Regions from separate parts of the Mus musculus genome. Here region 2 is linked to region 1. Evidence: chromatin contacts called from public Micro-C data. All regions are on one chromosome and are shown on one strand. The core of a region is the stretch at or near the end of the contact, and the rest is flanking DNA. Distances in the headings are between cores, read along the strand shown.

Region 1 (3,954 bases), core at 679-3,178:
GGTGGGCATGATCTCAGAGCCCAACATCCCCACACCCTTGGGGTCCATGCCCCATGTTTCCCTCTCCCTGGTCCACCCACCTTGTGCTATCTTACTTCCCTCAAAAGAGCATCCCGACCTCGTTCTGGTGTGTCTCAGAAGCCAGGCTCATTCTCAAAGTACTTTGAACTTTATACCTGAAACTTGAACCAAGGTAAGAATCATGGTGGTTTGGGTAGCCAAGAGCAGGCTGGTTATCTGTGACAACTGTGCACCATTACTGCATCTGATCTGGGCCTGCTGTGCTAGCTAAGAGCCCTCAACCCTGAATGCCTCAGCCTCACTCACTGGCCTGTGTTGGGCACGCCGGGGAGAGAAGAGACCTCATTCTGGCATTGGGATTGGGAAGGCTGTAAGGGGCAGAGGACGAACAGATCCTTCTGCTGACTGATTGCTCTTCATCTGGTGTTGTGCTAGCTGAATCCTTTACCAGCATCAATCCATCTGATCGTCCCATGGCCCCTCCTGGCCCCTTTGGGATTTGGGTTACTGTCCTCATTGGTAGGATGGATAGTACGGCTTCAGGGCAGTTAAGCACCTTTTACTAAAGACAGTAGTGCCTAAAGAGCCTGGGTGACTCTCTAGCCATCTCTGGAGATGTTAGTAAGGAGACATCTGTAAATTAGGTGATTGGGACTGTGTTTATGACACTGATGTTGAGGGGGATAGAGCATCCTGTCTGTGGAAAGGAAAGAGATTAGGAACCCATTAAATACCATTTTATAAATCTACTGCGGGTAAGCTTGTAAGGCTCTTAGTGCATCAGCCCTCACACCACCAGCTCCCCCTCTCGAGTGCCACGCTCTGGCCACACCAAAAGCTTCCCCCTTCTCTCGAGTGCCACACTCTGGCCACAGACAATGCTTCTTAGAGTCTTTTCCTCAGTATCTCTCATCTCTGCAAAGGTGAGTGAATGTGGGGTCACTGGGAGATCTGGCCAGTCCAGTGAGCCTGCTACAGACACACGGTTGGTGAGTGACAGCAGCCAGCACTCTGTCCTCAGCCCCAGGCCCTTCCTGCCTTGGCTGCCCTCTCAGGTAGAAAAGGCCCAGGCATTTCCCCATTGCTACTGTACGAAGCAGGACTGTCTTCCCCCATCATTTTTGGTGGACTGTGCCTTGACATTTCCCCGGGGTTTCACATACCTCGTGCATCATTATGCTGCCTCCTAAAGCTATGTGACATTCCATGTAGATTTTCTGTTACTTATCAAGTTCACAGCTCTCCTATTATAAATAATGCTGATTTGACCTCCCCAGTTTATGAGTATTGGACCAAATTTCTGTTCATTTTCCTCAGGTGGATTCCTATGAAACCCACGGAGCCTGTGAGCCAAGGCTCTTGAGAAGCGCAGTCCAGTCAGGTTTACCAGAAGACGCCACGCCATCATCACAAGGCCTTTCACGTGTACAGCGACAGTCAATCCTGCACTAACTTGGCCGTTCTGAGTGTTATTATTATTTTAGTATGTATAATCAACTACTAATTAGGCCATAGGAATCTCACTATTTTATTAGTTGTTACTTTATCAATGGCTTCTTTATATGTTTTTTTCTCTTGCATATTGATAAGCTAGCTTATCTTCATTGATGTTCATGAGCTTTTCCTACCATAGAACAACCATCTTCTTTGTCTGTAGTGTTCCCTGGCTTCCCTGCTTGCTCTGGCTGTCTTTTTGCTCTTTTGATTAGTAAGAGTTGGCTTCTAGAGCCAGGCTGCATGTCTCCTACAGTTCTCCAAGCCAAATGCTTCCTGTTACCCGCAATGGGTGGCAAGCGGTTGCAGTCAGACTGAATCATTTAATAGTCTTATGTTAGCACATGGTGTGGTGGTGTGAAAAACAGCAGAGAGGAAGCACACCATGCGGGGCTCTGCTAAGGTATGCAGAGGCAGGAAATGAGTCACGGATGACTTTCCAGGCTTCCAGCTTTCCGACAGAGCACACAGACAGGTCCCCGAGTGTTAGGCTGCTCAGTAAGGAGGGCAAGAGGGTGGGGGCTCAGGGTGAGGCTGGCAAAGCAAAGGCCGGAGGCACCCTGAGCTCAGTCCCTCACACTGGTAACTGCACATCTCTCATGCTGTCTGCACAGGGCTTGTGCAAGATGGGCCATCAGCGGGATGTCCACTTTCCCCACACCCACTGACTCTGTAGTTTAGTGTAGTTGCTTTCTTCGATTAATTAACTGGGCCTCAGTTTTATCACCTATAAAGCAAGCATGAGGCTGTGACGAGAAAATAAGGTTGCTCTCATGTTATATATGAAGAAACAGGCACAAGAGACAGGGATTTTTATGAGTGTATCACAGCCAGTCACTCTGGTTAGCTCAGAAGCCAGTGAGTGTGGGAATGAAACTGGATACGGTCCGTGGGGGCTGCCAAGACGACGCAGAACGGAGAGTGCTTGCCCATAAGCTTGAAGACCCCTCAGACCCCACATAGAGGTGGAAGGGGAGGACCAGGTCCGCACAGCTGCCCTCCGACCTCCCACGTGCTCAATGGCCCCATCCCCTTACATCACACACACATGCAATAATAAATTTGAAAAAAAGAACATAAGAAAATGGCTTGTGCATTTTGATAAAAAAGTATTGCTATATTCAGTATCTTAAGACTGAAAAACCAAACCAAACCAAACCACCAGCAGCAGCAGCAGCAGCAGCAAGAAAACCCACTAGCATGCAGGACTAGAATTTAAAGCCCAGCCATTGGCCTGGCTTCTTCTCATTCAGATGTCTAACAACTCATTTGACGTCCACGGTGAGCAGTACCCGCACTGAGCCAAGTAAGAATCTTGACAAAAGTCTGCTGGAAAGTTTGTTGCATTTGCCCACCCCAATAGTGCACTTAAGGCTGGCATATGACACTATCAATGGCCTTTCCCTGCCGTGTGTGTTGGGTGTGGTGGCTTCTCAGATGCGATCTGAGCACTGGCAATGGGCAGGAGCCACCTGTGTGTGAGGAGAGGATGGGACGGAGGACAGGAGTGAGGAGGGGGTTGTGGCTTGGCTCCTGGACTTGATGAACAGTGGCCTGGAGGTGGGAAGGGGTGTGGTTTCTCTGAATGGCGCTGGTGAGAATCACTGTCACAAGAGGCCCTCAACACAACTCTTGAAGTAAGAAGCCCATGCAAAGTGCATGGGGACAAAGGATGAGCCTGCGTTGTTAACCACACCCCTGCCCCTGGCTCACACCCTCTGCAGAGGGCTTTCATGGCCATGTGGTCTTGTGGATGGAAGCGGTTTGGGAGGATGTTCTGGCAGTTGCCCTTTTGGCTCGATTTAGATGCTTCTGTTGGGCAGCGGGTACTTAGGCATCAAGTGAGTGGGATCAGGCAGCTTTAGCAGTGCCAAGCCTTGCCCAGAGATAAGATGGCAGGTCTTCGTGGTCCTCACCCCACTCCCACAGGTGGTAATACCCAGGCAGAAGCTGACTTTCCAGTTCTTCACACACTCTCAAGGGCCACAGACCAAGCAGGAACTCCCCTAACCTGCGTTCTCCCATCGACGTCACTTAGGGAAGATCATGTTTAATGATGCTTAAAGTATCCTTTGGGCCCCATGATCTCTGCTTAACTACACTCTAAACAGAAATATACATTCTAATCAAAAAAAATTAAATACATTCAGTGCATACTTTTGTTCTTTCCCAAGGTAAGATGATTCTCCCTGGAAATTCGAGAGCATCAGTCTGATATTGTTTGACATCTGTCTGACCCATCTCTACCCATTTTAAAAGCTCAGTAAAGTGATAAAATTCCTGATCATGCATAGTCATCTCCTCTCTTCAGCACACCTGGAGTCTTCCAGGCAGACGTGGTTGGAGGGCTGCACATGCTGCAAGCCCTAGGGGATGGCCTGGAGGGGGGAGGAGGGCAGGAGACAGGTCCTAATTCTGAGATCCTTGCATACTGTTGCA
Region 2 (4,354 bases), core at 354-2,853, 180 kb before region 1:
TCCTGCAGTCAACAACAATGATGCTTCATGCACTGGGATCACATCCTATCAGGCCCATAAGCTAAGCAGACACAGTCTCTTCTTCCCAGATCCCTACCTGATTCCAGGAATGGGGCTTCCATCTTCCACAGCTTCTCTTCAAAGCTGTTTCACCCACTGAGCAAAGAATGGGGATCAGGGAGACCTCAGCCTTCCTGAGGGCCCTCACCCTGCATCCTGACCCTGCCCACAGTGGGAGGCATCCCCAGCAGACGCCATGCTGTCTCCTAGGCTGAGAACGTGCCGCTCTCTCAGCACAGAACTCCCCTTTTTGGTTGTGCACAGTTGGTAGTTGATGTTGCCCCTGCAGCCCATGACCGGAGGCATGCTCATCTTGTACCTGGTCGTCTCTGTATCCTGTAAGCCAGGAGCGGAGCATGCCGTGGGCTAAATTAGTATCTGCTGCTTGAGGAGAACCTGTGGAGGGCAAGGGTAGCCTGGGCAGTGTGAACATCATACTTCAGAGCCAGCCTGTGTTCTCTTCTCCTTAGGGTCTATCCCTGGAATCCTGCCTGAGCTTCCTGTGTGGTCTTTACTACTGCAGCCTCCTCTTAGGCCAATGTGGGGCTGGGTCTCACACAGACTTGTGTTTCCTTCCGCTCCCAGTTTCCACCCCGCCAGGGTGTCCTGCCATTTTCGTTTCTGTGGGGGCATTTCCAACTCAGTGGATAAGAAACTTTTCTGTAATTTCCAAAGGTGATTAATTATGCAGAAATTTTCACATGCAAGGAAAACAAGAATTTAAAAGAGCTATCAACATGAAAAGCCCCAACACTCTGCTGGGATTTTCTTTCCCTCCCACAGTTGTCAGTGTAGAGCAAGTGAGGCAGAGCCTGGACTTCCACTCAGGTTATGATAACAGGCAGCTTGAAGCCCAGTTTCCCTTCTATGGATGGGACCACCGACTCTGTCCTCACAGGCATGAGGTTAAAGGGGAGGAAGCAGGTTGGCTGGTGGCTGCCACAGAGCACAGCGATCTCTGTTGCATTTTCTCCTTTCTGTTTTACTGTTTCTTTAAAAATTTCCAGATTAACATTTCTGTCCTATAGCGACAGAGTGGGATGTTTCCAGAGGTCATATGGCTAAACTTTAAATATCACCCTCCTTTCCCTTTTGGTATTTGGGCCTCCGTGAAAAGTGGGAGTACAGAGGCAGAGGAGAAAAATCTAGAGGTGCTTAGGGTATGTGTCACTTCCAGAACATTTCTTGTAGGATATGCAGTATTTAGCGTATATGGGTACAGAAAGATTCACATGAGTGGAGCTGACCACGAGACTGCTGGGCCCACAGTAGTGAGACTCACTATTGTTGAGGACACGTAGGCAGCAGAGAAAGGACTGGTAGTCTTGTGGGCCAGTGAAACCCTCCCTGACCGGAAGAGAGGAATTATCAAGTCGGGGGCTCTCACCTCTGAGTGATTCAGTCACACAAGGGGCAAAGGACCCTGGCTGATTCAGGAGGAAGGAACCTACGCATTCCTCCCCCATGGTTCCACTCAGTGAGTCAGGGCATCATCCCATTGGGAAGCAAGCCACCACCAGGGACAGAGAGGTTTGTCACAGAGGACTCAGGAGCCTGGGGACATCACTGCAGGAATGTGTGAATGTCAGCAGCAGCTGGGTTTAGGGTACGGGTGAGCAACATTTATTTGACATTTACAGCGTGCCAAGCTTTGTGCAGGGCTCTTTCCAGCAAAGCGGGAGTGGGAAGGCTGGGATGTGAGATGGTAAGTCATTTACATGTCACCCATGTGGTGCGACTGGAATTTGAGCTCAGGAGGCCGGGTGGGCTGCAGGGCCCAAGATCTTGAATCTGTGCCACCTGCTGCTGGGCCGAGGGTGCCTGTGTTGTGAGCTATGTGAGTGGCTACCAGAAACACTGAGCAGGCATGAGCTTGGATGCTGGAGGTAACTTTGGTGTTTGGGAACCTTAGCATCTTGTCTGGACAGAGCTCCACCACCTATTGGAAACATACTTCATTTCTCATTAAAATAGCAAATCTCCAGCCTTTTGGTTGATGTTCTACACACTCTTGAAAAAAATCACTGAGAATCCCAGGGGGGTTTGTTTATATGGGTTAAATCTATTAATACTTCCTATATTATATCAAAGCCGAGGGAATGTTTACACGCTAATGAAAAGCTCCATTTACATTTCACTTTAAAATAACATCAAGAAGCACATCCTGTGTTGCTTTAAATAACAATCTATTTTGTTAGAAGTAGCTCTCAAATCAAGCAACAAATACATGTAGGGAAGCGCACGGAAGAGTCTCTGCAACCCCTGGCATCTCGCAAGAAGATGGTTGGGCGGCTTCAGTTTTCAGTTTGTGGGATTTTCACACCAATCTTCTGTTGCTTCTCTGAGAATAAGAAATAAGGACTTCATTTGGCTGGAGAAACAACCACCCTGAACCTCTCCCAGTCCCCCACTCCCACCCCAAGGCTTCATGTGATCAGCAGGTTGCTGGAATCTAGCTTTAAACTGCTACCGTGGATAGATGGTGGTAATCTTGGCTTGAGATATAGATTCATATATGTACAGTTCTTCCCAAGGTCTCTAAACCAAGACAGTGCAGGTAGGTGTGCCTGCCCTGTGCCTGACCAGCTCCGCATGTTGGCACGGTGTGCCTAGGGGCTGTCTGGGAACAGGCACTTGAAGCCCTTTTGAGTGGACTAAGGACTAAGAATACCAGATTCTTGCAATCACCCAGCAGTTGCTTACCTGGCTCCATATAACAGCTTGAAGCTTCTTGGAACATGGGTCTGGGTAGAGGAAAAGCCTTCCCTTCCAGAAGACTGCAGCAAAGGAGTCAGACACCTTGCTGGAAAACCTGTCTACAGAAACAGGACAAAGGCCCAGAGATCACCCCCCACCCCCGAATTAAAACTTCAAACTGAACCACACTTAGCTACAAATAAGGCCTGTGGCTGTGACATTTCCCTCTTGTTCGTTAGACTGGCTGTTTTGTGAGCTGTGGCTGGTGATTAGTTCATTGGTGGGTCATCAGATGCTTTGTGGGGCTCAGAGGTAAGAGATGAGTGGGGTGTCCTCAGCACTGAGGAGAAAGACAAGGGCAGGTGTCTATGCCACAGCAGAAGGCCTGAGAGATGGTTCTGGAATTCCTCAGGCCGAGGTCTGGTGTGGGACCAGAGAATCTACCGTGGCAAGGCATGCTGCTACTGCTGCTGATCTGAGGCTCACACTTGGATAGCTACTGATTAGGAAAATGCTGGTCGGGTGCTCTAGGCTGGTGGTCAATGCCCCTTTCAGGTCTAAAGATTGATTAAGAAGGAACATGCCTAGATCAATGTTTCTGGGATCGGAGCCTTGGGCTCAGCGTGTTAGGAGGAGGACAGGACATGCTATAGCTGGGCTCTGGATTGTCGAGCCAGTTGGACATGATCACTAGGGAAGGCATTGAGGTCAGGAAGTTAGTCATGGGCAGGAGAATAAGCAGGAACCCCTCACTGCTTTAAAGCAGAACTATGCTTTGGGACCGAGAAGGGCTATAAAAGTCGGGTGGCAGCTTCTTACTCACGGAGGACACTAATGCTTGCATGTGGCTGTGTGTACCTGTGACCAGAGTATCTGAGGGAACAGCTTAAAGGGAGGAGACGTCGTTTTGGTCCACAGCTTGGGATCACTCTGCTCAGTTTCTGGCCCCTTGGGGAGACAGTATTATGGGCTGGGAACATGTGGCAGAATCTGTTCACTTCATGGTGGCCTGGATAGAGAGGGGACAAGATACAGCTCCCAAGGACACAACTCCAGTGACCCACTTACTCCATCTAAGCCACATCTCCTAAAGTTTCCAGAGCCCAAAATACTCCCACCAGCTAGGCACAAAGGTTTCAAAACATGAGCCTTTGGGGGTGGGGGAAACACTTCATTTCAAAGCATAAACATGTGGTTAACCATGAACCTTCTTAGATCCTTTCAGGGGTAGCCCAACCGCCTGTCAAATCTGTGTCTTCATTTTGTACATAAAGAAGGAGACAACCAGTTGTCCATAGGTTGACCTTGGCCTGAAATAGGGATGCAGTTGTTGGATGAGTTATAATTGAAAATGCATTCCCAACCAGAGGGCTCCAGGGCAGTTATTTAGAGAGAAGCCCTCCTTTCAGCAATGACCTTCAGAGCAGTCTTTGTGCCCTGAGCCACTGGGAGGACAGCTGATGTGTTCTTCTCTGTTCTTCCTGCTACTTCCTCTGTGTAGACGCATCTTTGGTTGTCAGGAGGGAGTGTGGGGTGGGCTGGACTGAGAAGGCCATCTACACTGCATAAATGGGTGTATCTGGGTATCAAACGATGC

What was found. Hi-C and Micro-C count contacts between places; a contact is called where the count stands out from the background.
Region 2: a Micro-C map of muscle stem cells shows a contact between it and region 1, with 4 times the contacts expected there. The contact joins two enhancer-like sites. A contact is called at or near these places in 2 of 484 Hi-C or Micro-C datasets (muscle stem cells and nephron progenitors) and 2 of 115 datasets of contacts at active chromatin or transcription factors (memory CD8 T cells and pancreatic cancer cells).

Annotation. Positions count from the first base shown.
Region 1 is chr19:58,102,730-58,106,683 of GRCm38.p6, reverse strand. The region is part of intron 28 of Atrnl1 (attractin like 1); the gene reads right to left. Among named protein-coding and RNA genes, the nearest start is that of Gm50287, 4.8 kb to the right of the region's middle. Within about 2 kb of position 1,928, at least 125 of the 459 cell types and tissues checked have an H3K27ac peak or open chromatin away from gene starts, as enhancers often do. A contact at or near this core is called in muscle stem cells, where this site is marked.
Region 2 is chr19:58,285,635-58,289,988 of GRCm38.p6, reverse strand. All of the region lies in intron 6 of Gfra1 (glial cell line derived neurotrophic factor family receptor alpha 1), which reads left to right. Gm46650 reads left to right here. Exons shown (of 2, transcript XM_017318325.2): 2 at 1-4,354. Among named protein-coding and RNA genes, the nearest start is that of Gm46650, 6.8 kb to the left of the region's middle. Within about 2 kb of position 1,603, at least 7 of the 459 cell types and tissues checked have an H3K27ac peak or open chromatin away from gene starts, as enhancers often do. A contact at or near this core is called in muscle stem cells, where this site is marked.